Regions from separate parts of the Anas platyrhynchos genome. Here region 1 is linked to region 2. The links are chromatin contacts, called in public Hi-C maps. All regions are on one chromosome and are shown on one strand. The core of a region is the stretch at or near the end of the contact, and the rest is flanking DNA. Distances in the headings are between cores, read along the strand shown. Region 1 has its middle 13 kb from the start of YBX3. Region 2 overlaps LOC101804866 (killer cell lectin-like receptor subfamily F member 1).

The links. Hi-C and Micro-C count contacts between places; a contact is called where the count stands out from the background.
Region 1: a Hi-C map of subcutaneous adipose tissue shows a contact between it and region 2, with 3 times the contacts expected there. The contact joins two enhancer-like sites. A contact is called at or near these places in 2 of 8 Hi-C or Micro-C datasets (liver and subcutaneous adipose tissue).

What each region holds. Positions count from the first base shown.
Region 1 is chr1:79,649,923-79,655,487 of IASCAAS_PekinDuck_T2T, reverse strand. No RefSeq gene overlaps it. Among named protein-coding and RNA genes, the nearest start is that of YBX3, 13 kb to the left of the region's middle. Within about 2 kb of position 4,142, at least 1 of the 8 cell types and tissues checked has an H3K27ac peak or open chromatin away from gene starts, as enhancers often do.
Region 2 is chr1:79,544,604-79,550,156 of IASCAAS_PekinDuck_T2T, reverse strand. LOC101804866 (killer cell lectin-like receptor subfamily F member 1) reads left to right here. Exons shown (of 6, transcript XM_021267629.4): 6 at 611-3,791. The coding sequence ends at 743. Among named protein-coding and RNA genes, the nearest start is that of DYRK4, 120 kb to the right of the region's middle. Within about 2 kb of position 4,101, at least 4 of the 8 cell types and tissues checked have an H3K27ac peak or open chromatin away from gene starts, as enhancers often do.

The sequences.
Region 1 (5,565 bases), core at 2,893-5,392, 110 kb before region 2:
CATTTGCCTGTGTTAGAAAACAAAAACTCGGGTTGGCAGAAACTCTGATCACTCTTCCTGCTTGGTTGGGAAAGATGAGAGTGAACTGACAGTGAACACCACAGATCTATGTGGAACCTTGATTGGGCTAAGACAGGGAGCTGAAGGTCAAATCTCAAGCAAGGGCACAGCATAAGAAGCTCAGCTCAGTACAGCAGTGAGAAAAGTTGAGGTTGAGAAAGTAATGGAGAAATGTAGAACACACAATGCTCCTTAGGTGGTATAGGAACATCTTACTGTGTCCTCTAACGTCTCTCTGAAGTGGTCTTTCCCTTGCATTTCATGACTATTTTTGATGTCATGAAAATCGACTGCTTTTTCAGTCTTTTCCAAAGTGTTATTTTTCATATCACTGTGGCAAATACAATGACAGTAAGTATCTGGGGTATTTGAGTGGAAGTATGAAAGGAATATAAACTGTCCTCTGTCACTGAGTAAATAACACACTCCTTTACCCATGAGTATCGTCTACACATGCACTTTGTAGAAAGTGTATTATATGTAAGTACTAGATTAAGTTTAAAAGAGCACCTGTCTGCGATACAGGATTCTGCTTTTGCCTGTCACAGTGACTGAAGACCACAGAGTTAATAAATTCCAGTTCTGAGAATGTCATTGGCTTGTTTTCTTGTCCTCAGGGAGTTTTGCAGAGGAAGGATGTGTCAAAGCAGGCACGGGCTCTGTGATTCTCTTCTAGTCTGGAGCCTGCTTGTCGGAGACAGCTTTTCTCTGGTTTCTCTGAGCCAGGTCCCAGTAACTGTAATGTACCTAATGGCTGCACTTGCCTACAGGGAGAATGGGTAGGGAGATTGAACCTACTGGATTCAAAGTTTTATGGCAAGTCATTAAAGATATCTTAAAGGTTACAAGTGGCAAGCGTAGAGGGGAGTTGTCTGAAGCAGTGTAAAAGGTTTATGATTATGATTACTAAAGAAAAGCACTGAAGTAAAGAATTATCTTTGTGGGGCAAGTATCTGCAGGCAGGTAGCAACTCTACCTGGCAGAAGGAGACATGCCTATAGCTAAGTCATTCAGTACGTTTTTCATAAAAACAAACAAACAAACAAACAAACAAACAAACAAACAAACAAAAAAAACAGTCTCAGTCTCTGTGGGGGTGGCAAAAATCCCATTTACTTTAAAGCTAAATTGCATAAAAGCATATCAGAGTCACAAATAACAGATTGCAGAGAAAAATCCTGCTCTGCCACATAAGAAAAGTGTCCAGGGTGTGATCTAATACAGTACCTTTTCATTAGACATTTATAAGACCTTATGAAATGCATATGTTCTAGAAATTCCTCCTAAGATGCAACATGAGCTAAACCCTGTTAGACTCACAGCAGTTCCCAGTGGAATGAGAGGCCAAAATAGCAAGACGGCTTTTCTCGGAGGTTGTGTTGCACCAGTAGGGAAAGTTGTGGATTTGGAACCTGCTGTTCTGTTCTGGCACAGGGAGCTCTGGTGTGTTCAGGTGGGCTTATCTAATGCTTGCTTGTAGGAGAGAAGAAATCTATCAAAGGCCACCTGTAATTAAAATCCATCCTGTCCTGTTTCCTATTGTCAACAGCAAACATGAAAGCATTGACCTTTTCCAAACAATTTCTACCTTATAATGTCTGTCTGATTGTTTACAGGAGACTAATTAAAGCTACAACACTAACTGGGGCAGTAGAGCAGGGACAGTTTCCTGAAGCAATGAAATCAACCAATACCTAAATGTTGTTATTGTCTGGTGTGCAGCAGGATGTTGATGTTCAAAGAGCAAGTTGCTTTCCTTCACCTGAGGGAGCCTGAAGGTCCTTGAAGCCATTTTGCTGATCCTGGTTGCTGATTAGGCCACAAAACCTGTGATGCTTTTGAGATACATTCTCAAGGTGGATTTCAGCACCTTTGATAAAGGCCTGTTTTAAATTGAACTTTGGGACATTTTGTGTATTTATTTTTTGTAACAATAAAAAGCTTGCCTTAAAATTAAAAAAAATATATCTTGTCTTCTTTAATCATAATTTCTCTTCAGATACAGCCCAAGGTTGCCATTACACAAGCATTACATCTCAGTTAATGTGGTGTAATGATGACACGGACACCAGGGTTCTTTTAGGATCAGTAACTGCTACTAATGACATAACTTCAACTCTCTCTTATTGAGGGCATAACTTCGTCTCCTTATCGAGGACAGGCTCCCTTCTTGTACCATTTACCCCACAGCAGTACTTTTCCACTATTCATTGGTCAACAACTTTGCCCGGCAACAGCAAACACCCGGCAACTTCCACGCCTTTACGGCTGGAGAACAAGGAACCCAAGACAGCAAGGCGTCTCCTGAATCACCCTTCTTTGTTCCCTCTAAACTCTTTACATTCCTGATGGCCTCATCGTTAAGAGTCCGATGTTATCACCAAACATGGGGCTTGTCGACCCCCATGGCCACACTCCCGCAAGTTAATTCATTCCAAAAATCCTCTTTGCGGTTTCCTTATTGGTACACTGTTTTTCGGGAGAAATGTATTCCACGAAGTGATACGGGTCACACTAGGAACCCTGCTGACAGAAGCAATTCACTTCTCCTGTCCTAGCCTCTCTCTCTGATGTTTTGTGATTATAAAATTGTGTATGGGCGTGTGTTTGTGTGCGAATGCCAGCCATCCTCATGAATATGAGGGATGTTCTGCTTTACTCTACCCCACCACTGAATAAAGATTTGAGGTGGTGATGGAATTTACTTTCCTCTGAAAACATAACATTCAGTATTGTCTGAGATAATAAAAAGTCAGGTCCTGTTAAAGCTGATCCTATTCCCCTACTCCATATAGCACTCCTTTGGAATTGCTGAACTCACACCACATGCAGAAAGGTTGCTACATTTCCTTTACCTCCTGTCCCCTTTTAAGCTGGATTTTTTACTGCTTTTGTTATATATATTTTTTTCTGCTACCTGAATTATTTCCCAGTTCTCTGACATTTTACTCCTGCTGCACCAGTGAGTCCTAACAGAGAAGTGGCTTTTTTGTCTACTCTCTTAGCACTTTTCATTACCTAAAACTAAAGCTTCCCAGACAGCCTGTTCTTCCTGGCCCAGTCCCTGGATGTGAACTCCAAAACCATGCAACTCTTTACTGTCTCCAACTGGATCTTTGTGTTGGGAGCTTGGTGACAGGGCACGTGGAGAGGAGGTCAAAGGGGAGGGAAGAGTCTTGCCAGTGTGTTGAAGGAAAGGGCTCTTAGCAAGAGTATTTGGAATAAACACCAAGAACTTTGAGATTCTGGAAAACTGTATTGGTTTTGTTATTTTTGTGTAATTTAAAAGGTTTTGTTCATATTTTGAAAATAAAGAAACATTTCACAGTAATTTCTAGTTGCCAAAATTACTCTTTTTTTTTTTCTTTTTTTTTTTCTTTTTTTTTTCTCCACGAGTAACTCAATAGCTGTGCTGAAAAGCTAACAGTGAATCAAAGTGATTTAAGCAGGAAAGGAAGACAAACTTTCCAAGGCCAGTAGAAAAAAGATTTTAACCAAAACTTGTAGCTCTTAAATAAACAGAGTGAAGGAGAAAACATGTTTATCTGAGACAACGATGAGTATATTCAGTCATAGCCAGTAGATGGCAGTAAAAGATGGGGAATAATGAAGGTTAAACCTGCAATTTAGAAACGGCTTGCGGGTTCTCATTGCTATTCAGAGACTTTACTGTGTCCTGGTGCCACACATTGTTTACAGTTGGATTAGAAAGGCTGCATTGCATAGTTTCTTGGAGAGCTTTTTTTTTTTTTTTCTTATGACTTGTGTCTTTCTCCTTAGGTTATTTGGATGCACAAGAACGTCAATGTTTCTGTACAACAAATCTTTGTTTTCACAATTTAATCCCGCGATTAAGATTTCCTAAATAAATGTTGCAAGCACAATGGCCAATTTATAGGTAGGATCTCCCACAAACTGCTGAAACTCAGGTTTCCCTTATCAGTTACTAATAAGTATGGTCCAGCAACTAAAAAACAGCTCATAGAGAAAGTGAAGAGTACGGCCAGCTGACGTACAGATATACCCAGTGGAAGCAACTGGGAGCCCATTTGTCCACAGTAATGTTTGGTCAGCACTTGGATTAGCAAATTGAATATGGCAAAGAAAAATAATCCCAGGACGTTGAACAAGTGCAGTGGTCAAAGCCCAGGCTGTGCATTTTGCACAAAGCAAAGCCTTGTGCAGCAGAATACTGCATAGGCATGCATTGTGTGAGCTGAATGAAAGGCTGGGCATTGTAGTTACAATGTCACTCTGCAATAGATGAGCACCTGGGCATTATGGGACGTGACTGGCTTTTGTCACAGCAAGAGGGGTGAAACGTGAGAGTATAAATCTGGAGGGAACCCTGGGACACAGATGTTTTACCCTGACTTTGCAGCCATGCTCACCACATCACATCTTTAGGAGATTTATTACGCTCCATCCCCAAACCAGTTTGTTCCCCCCCTCCTCCCCCTCATAAATGCCCTCTAATTATCACCTGTAGTATTCCATACATACTTATATGCTACAATCTGCTAAAGCTATGACATATAATTATATAAACTGTAATGAACATAACACAATTATGATTATATAATATAGAAAATATAGAATTAATATAATTAATGTCATTACAATACATTAAAAATCTAAATCTAAATAATAAAATGTGCAGTTCAGATTGAAAGCAGGTTGAAATTTTTCACAGAAAATGTCTTCTGACAAGTGAAAATTACTTCAAAGTTTTTCAAAATTGCAACTTTTTTGGCAGGTAAAACTTTTCATAGAAAGTTTTTCAATGAAAATAGAAGCATTAATTCCAGGTTTTCTCAGGGGAAAGCCATTTAATCACAAGCTATATGTAACACTTAGAAGAAAGAGCATCCTTAAGCTGAGTCACCAGCTACCATAAAGACTCCTGCTCTAGTCCTGCCTCTGCTGAGAGTGAAAGATCTCTTATGTCATGACCCTACAAGGGTTTAGATTAAATCTACCTTACACACATTGTGGGAAGCTGAACTTAATTTAATGGCTTCTGCCTGATACCCCAGAGGAATGTATGTTCACTGAAGACACTTCAACAAGACACTTTGGTAAGTCCCAATTTGTATTAATTTCTCCTTGAAATGTACTGTTGTTCCTTTTCCTCTCCATTTCACAACTGTCACCATTTTAAAATCACAAAAAAATTATTTGGGAAGAAGGTCACCTAGTCCAGCTCCCTGCTTAGAGTGTGGCTAACTTCAGTGTTCGATCAGGTTGCTCATATTTTCTTGTAGAGCTGAGAAATCTAATAAAATACTGTAAATAGGACAACTGAAAGGTTCATTGAATGACAAGGAAATTCTTTGTCATGGCATTTCTCTAAGGCAGAGCTGAAGGCATTCACTGACACACCGTTATTAATAAAAAATTACTTGTTCTTGTTACAATCTCTGCAACGAACCAGTATAAACTGCACATGTGATTCCTGCTCCTGTTTTGTATAAAGTACAACCATCAGTTTGCATCAGGCATATA
Region 2 (5,553 bases), core at 2,852-5,351:
TGGAAATATAACTCTGAGCCCAAGCTCTTTTCCCAAAGTATAGACCTAGTCCTGCAGTCTCAGGCACCTATTTTTTGTCTCTTTCACCACCAGTTTAAACAGATCCTGCTGGGCACCTCTGGAAGCAGATTTGTCCTCTGGCTGCAAGACCAACCACAGTCACAGTTTTTGTGTTTATGACTACAAAGGGAAATTGTTACACACTTCTCCCATTAAAAATCACCATCACTGAACTCTCAGTGCGTAGACTGTACATACCACCTCCATTGAATGTGATGTCTATTACACAGAGTTGGTGCCAGGATTCATGCAGCTGAAGGGTCCTTCTGCCTCTCACTATTACATTGCATTGCGGTTCATCATCATGGCTGCATGCAGAGATTTTCCTCACGTTTCTTACAGTAATGTTCATGAGAATCAATCCTTCAGTGGCCAGAAGGATTGATTGTGGGTGCCCATTCCACCTATGCGTGATTGTAGAAGAACTGTACTTCAACATGTCACTGAATGTGCTTTCCCCAATACCCTGACCCAGTATATTACCAGTGTTTTTATCCAGTACTGAATTTAAAACTGACAAGTCATTATATCCTTCTTGTTCTCTCATCAGGTTAGCTACAAGTAGAATTGGGACTGACGAGAACTGTGCTGTTTACAGAAAAAAAAATACGATCCAAATGGATAATTGCCAGACTTTAAAGAAGTGGATCTGTAAGAAGAATGCAACATTGTTGACTCTCTAAGCTAAATTGCCAAACAATAGGCAGAGTTTTTTGTCAGGAGACTCGTTTTTCTGACAAAACAACAATCAATCAATGTAAATATTATGAGACTTATGCAGAAATTTGAATTCTACCATTCTGTGCTTGCTAAGGCCATGTCTGATAAAATCAGGGAACTCAGAAGTTGCCAAGTGTTAGCATGAAGATCATGCAACAGGACTGTGAGTCAGCACGTGTGGCTCTGGGAGTGCTGAGCATTCCCATGGACAGACAGTAGCAGCAGCTCTTGAACAGACAGGATATGTGAGGATGAGCACTGTGTACATGATCTGTATGATATGCAAGAAAGATGCCACCTGTGAGGGCTGAAGACTGTGCTGGAGCCCACTGCTTTTGTATACGTCCCTGAGGCAGACTTTGGTGAGGCACTTTTTATTTGGGTTTCAATATTTTGGTGTTTTCTGAAGGGCTGGAAGAAAATGATTTTACTAGACAGTGTCTCATACTTATTCAGAGCCAACCTGCATGGCTGCTGGGTATAGAGGTACTGGATCAAGCATGAGGTGACCCATAACGCTTGTGGCTAATAGCCTGATGGCTCCCATCTTCTTCTAATGTTGAACCTTGTGACCTGATACAAAGCTATGAGCTAAGGAAGAGATTTGGACCATAAGACAAGATTGCAGAGGAACAGCAGCAAGGAAATGAAGATGGTGGCCTGCCTTTCCTCCTACATTTTGCCCCTTTATGTTGCGAACTCTTTGACATGGAACTCTAAGTACTGCCTGAGAGATGTGATCAGATATTGAAGCTAAAGTTAAGTAAAATTAATGACTGTTGATCTAGTCAGTAAATAAGATGCTTGGTCACTCAATTTTCAGGGACACCACACTATTTCTGGACCTACAGTGAAAAAATGCTAAGAGCGATCTGACTTACCATCTTTTTTAGATTAATATATTTGGAAAAAAAAAATGAAAAAAATGTCACGATTAGATTTCAAAGAAGTCACGAAAGTAACTTGTTCCAATTGTTACAAATAACTTAGTATAATAAGAGTAACAATTACTCTAGATTTCTAGCTAGCATGTGTCTTTGAAATGAGTAACCAGAGTGCAAATATTTGCACCACTGTTGAAATATTTCCAGTGACTCATGTTCAATAATGAGGAGAGCAAGTAATGTGTAAACATGGAAATTAAAACAACAACAACGAACAAACAACACACATATAGGGGAAAATGGATGTGGAGGTGTAATAAAACTGCTTTCCTCCTGTTTGAAAATCATGTACCTCCACTTGGGTATTCACAGGGCCCTGAAGGCACTAATAGGCCCTAAGCTTCCTGAAAGCCTCTCCTGAGACTCCCACCCAGATCTCCTTCCCATGGGCCCAAGATTATTCAGTCTCAGGCCTGGGGTCAGTCTCTGCCTGGGCAATGTCATAGATGTACTGTCTCCAGTCTTGCTTTCCTGCCTCATTTCTTGGATGGATCTTGAACCTTTGTTGTTGGTATCTTGCCTCCTGGATCCCTCCTTCTAAGAATGTTCTAATTTGTCTCCAGTTCTTTTTCCCTGCCTCCTGGATGAACTCTACACCCACATTATAGTCTTGTCTGTAGCCATGTCTCTGTCCCTGTTGCTCCTGACTGGATTCCCTGAGTGGATCCTGGACCTGCCTCATCACTTGCTTTGCCTGGGACCATTGAAGGACACTGTTATCAGCACCCTGCTCTACCTGCTGTTTTCAGCCCCCGTGGGACTGTGCCTGGTTGATGAGAGCATTGCCTTTGCAAGGTTTGTCCTCTGCTCTTGGCTCACGTTGCCTTTGGTATATTCCTATTTACACCAGCTGCTTCTGAACATACCAAGCACCACAGGTGGCACCTCAGATCTATTGTACAAATCGAGCAATGAATTTTGTATTCCTGCAAATGCTCTTTTCACTACTAGAGTGCGTAATTTCTGCTTTACAAGTTTTATGTCCAGTAACAATACCGAGGGGCTAGGGGGACCTCTGAATTCCTCTTGTCCATACAAAGATGCTCAGCTGTCCTCTGTCTACCTCAAACACCCACTGAAGTGCTTTGCAAACCCTTTTATGCACAAGTTCACCTAAATGAAAGACGATGATTCTTATGGCAGACTGTATCCCATTTATTTGTATATTTCCAGACTCTAGGAGAAGTTGTGTGTGTGAACTTTGTTTTATTATTACAGCAGCAGTGAGTAGAAAAAGATCTCCTCCTTCAAATCGAGAGGTGAGTTACCAAATCTTATACAGGTGGCTCCCCTACAGAAGAGAAAAGCACACCCTTGTTTCTTCTCTGCTGGATACTTGGCACTACTTCTTATAGTCAAAACAACAAGTTGGTATATTTAATTTAACAAAGACTTGTGCAAGCGAAAAATGAACACAGTCCAAACTGAATATTTTATTGAAGCAAAGAAAACCAACTCTTCCACAGTATGTTTGAGTCTTGTTCACTGATCCTGATACACTGACTGTATTAGTCATGAAGCACAGCAGTGGTGGCTGTTCAATAGGGAAGCAAAACAGGGAGACTGCATTTCAATATCCTTCTCTTCTGGTATGCTTTGATTAAAAAATACCAGTGTGACATCTGAGTCCTATCTGATAAAATATCAAACACTTCTGATGTGAAAGCTAATATTCAAAAAGCTCAAACTGAACTGTGAATCTCTAGTTTCATATTCTCAGACAGTGGGGCCACAGAGCTGAGGCATTCTCATACATACAAACTGCTGCCTTGCAAAATCTACTGGTGTAAAATCTACTAGTGTAAAATCTACTTTTCCATGCTTACAGACAGGGTTGCTTAAGCAATTTTTTTTTTTTTACCCTTTCTATTTCAGACAGCATCTCTTCAAATGCCCCTAAAGTTAACTCTTCTACATTGTGCTTACCACAATAAGACACTGAATTCTTACCTTGTTTCATGGAATCATACAATATTTTTTAGAAAAAGACACTCCAAGGCCCTTTTAGGGCCAGTTAGGGAGAATTTCTAAGCTGCCAGGCTTTTAATACAGTTTTTTGTGCTTTTACACTGTCTCTGTGTGGTGAACCGTGCGTGGAAAAAAAGACAAACCACAAAATACCATAACATTAACATCAAAGATGCTACTCTAACAAAAAATGCACAGACTGGAATTAAAGACCTTGTTAGCATCAAGAAAGATAAGTAAGTCCAATATGGCTTTCAAAATGTAAAGCCTTTAGCTCATGTTTGCTGTGGAGCACATAATTAAAGGCAGATGCAGTTTCCAAGGTATGTTGATTCATACCTGCCCCAGATGTGTGGTGCCCATCTGGAGGGCTGTGGTTAATGTCTGTAACCTGTGATGAGTAACTAACAGACACGCTCACAAGTGAGCTCATGGCATGAAGTACCGCTTTTTTACCATGCACGTGATTGCAACTGTAGAACAAATGTTTCATGATATATTTCGTAACACCAACAAACTGACACCCCTCCCTCACATCATGTGGCTCTTAGTGAGTTCTTAGCTGCACTGAAAACAAAGAGAAGGCAGAATACAGCAGTATGTGAGCCTTGAAACTCAGAGACCAGGGAAAATATCTACACAAAAAAGGACCCTCCATATTTTGCAACTCACCTCTCAAACAGCTGTAGACTCATTGAACATTTGAAGACCTCAGAAAACTAATAATATTAAATTAAATTTACAGGCCTCTGCTGACCTGCACAAATAAAAACCTGTTGTGGTGTTAGAATCCATCCATGGACACTGATGGCCAACAGTGCACTTATTTATGGACACGCAAAGGTGGTAGGGAGGTAGTAGGCGTATGTAAGTGAGAGTTTTAAAGGTGAAGAGATCCTCTTTTGAGATACTAACCGCTTGATGTATCTATGTTCCATAAGCACAACACGACAGCTTTTCTTAAGATCTTTAAAGCTAAAGATTAAGAAGTGAATGTCACAATCAGCGTTGCTGACTTCCTTTCAAACGAAAAAAACAACGTAACTTTCCCCTGCAGAATGTAGTATCAGCAACTAAAGACTCGTTTGAAAAACTGTTGTTCTTGTGTTAAAAAAAAAAAAAGAAAAGAGAGAGAGAGAGAGAGAGAAGAAAAACTCAGTTCAGCATGTGTGCAGGGACAGACTTGTTCTACATGGAGAAGGAAAAGCAAGGAAAACGTCTGAAATAAACAAGATACTTTTTTTCAATGGAGAAAAAAACATGTTATTCCAGGGTACTTAGAGCCTACCTTTCTATATGCATTGTAGACAACTCCTGGATTGCTGGGTTTTATGGCAAATATTTCTCAAGACATGTTGTGGTTTAACCCTGCTAGGCAGCCAAGCACCAAATAGCCGCTCACTCACTCTTCCCAGGTGCAATAAGGGAAAGAATCAGAAAAGTAGAAGTGTGAGAACTCATGGGCTTGGAGGAAGAGAGTTTACTAGTTAAACAAAAGCCACGTATGCAAGCAAAACAAAATAAGGAATTAATTCGCTACTTTCCATGGGTGGGCAGATGCTCAGTCACTTCCCGGAAAGCAGGGCTCATTGTGCGTAATGGGTTCTTGGGAAGACAAACACCATCACTCCAAACATCCCCCACCTCCTCCTCCTTTATCCCAGCTTTTATTGCTGAGCATGATGTCACATTATATGGAATCTCCCTTCAGGCAGTTTGGGTCAGCTTCTTGGGCACCCCCAGTCTCCTTGCTGGCAGAGCAGCATGACAAGCAGAAGAGTCCTTGATATAGTGTAAGCACTGCTCTGCAGCAACTAAAACATTGTTATGTTATTAACATTATTTTCCTCCTAAATCCAAA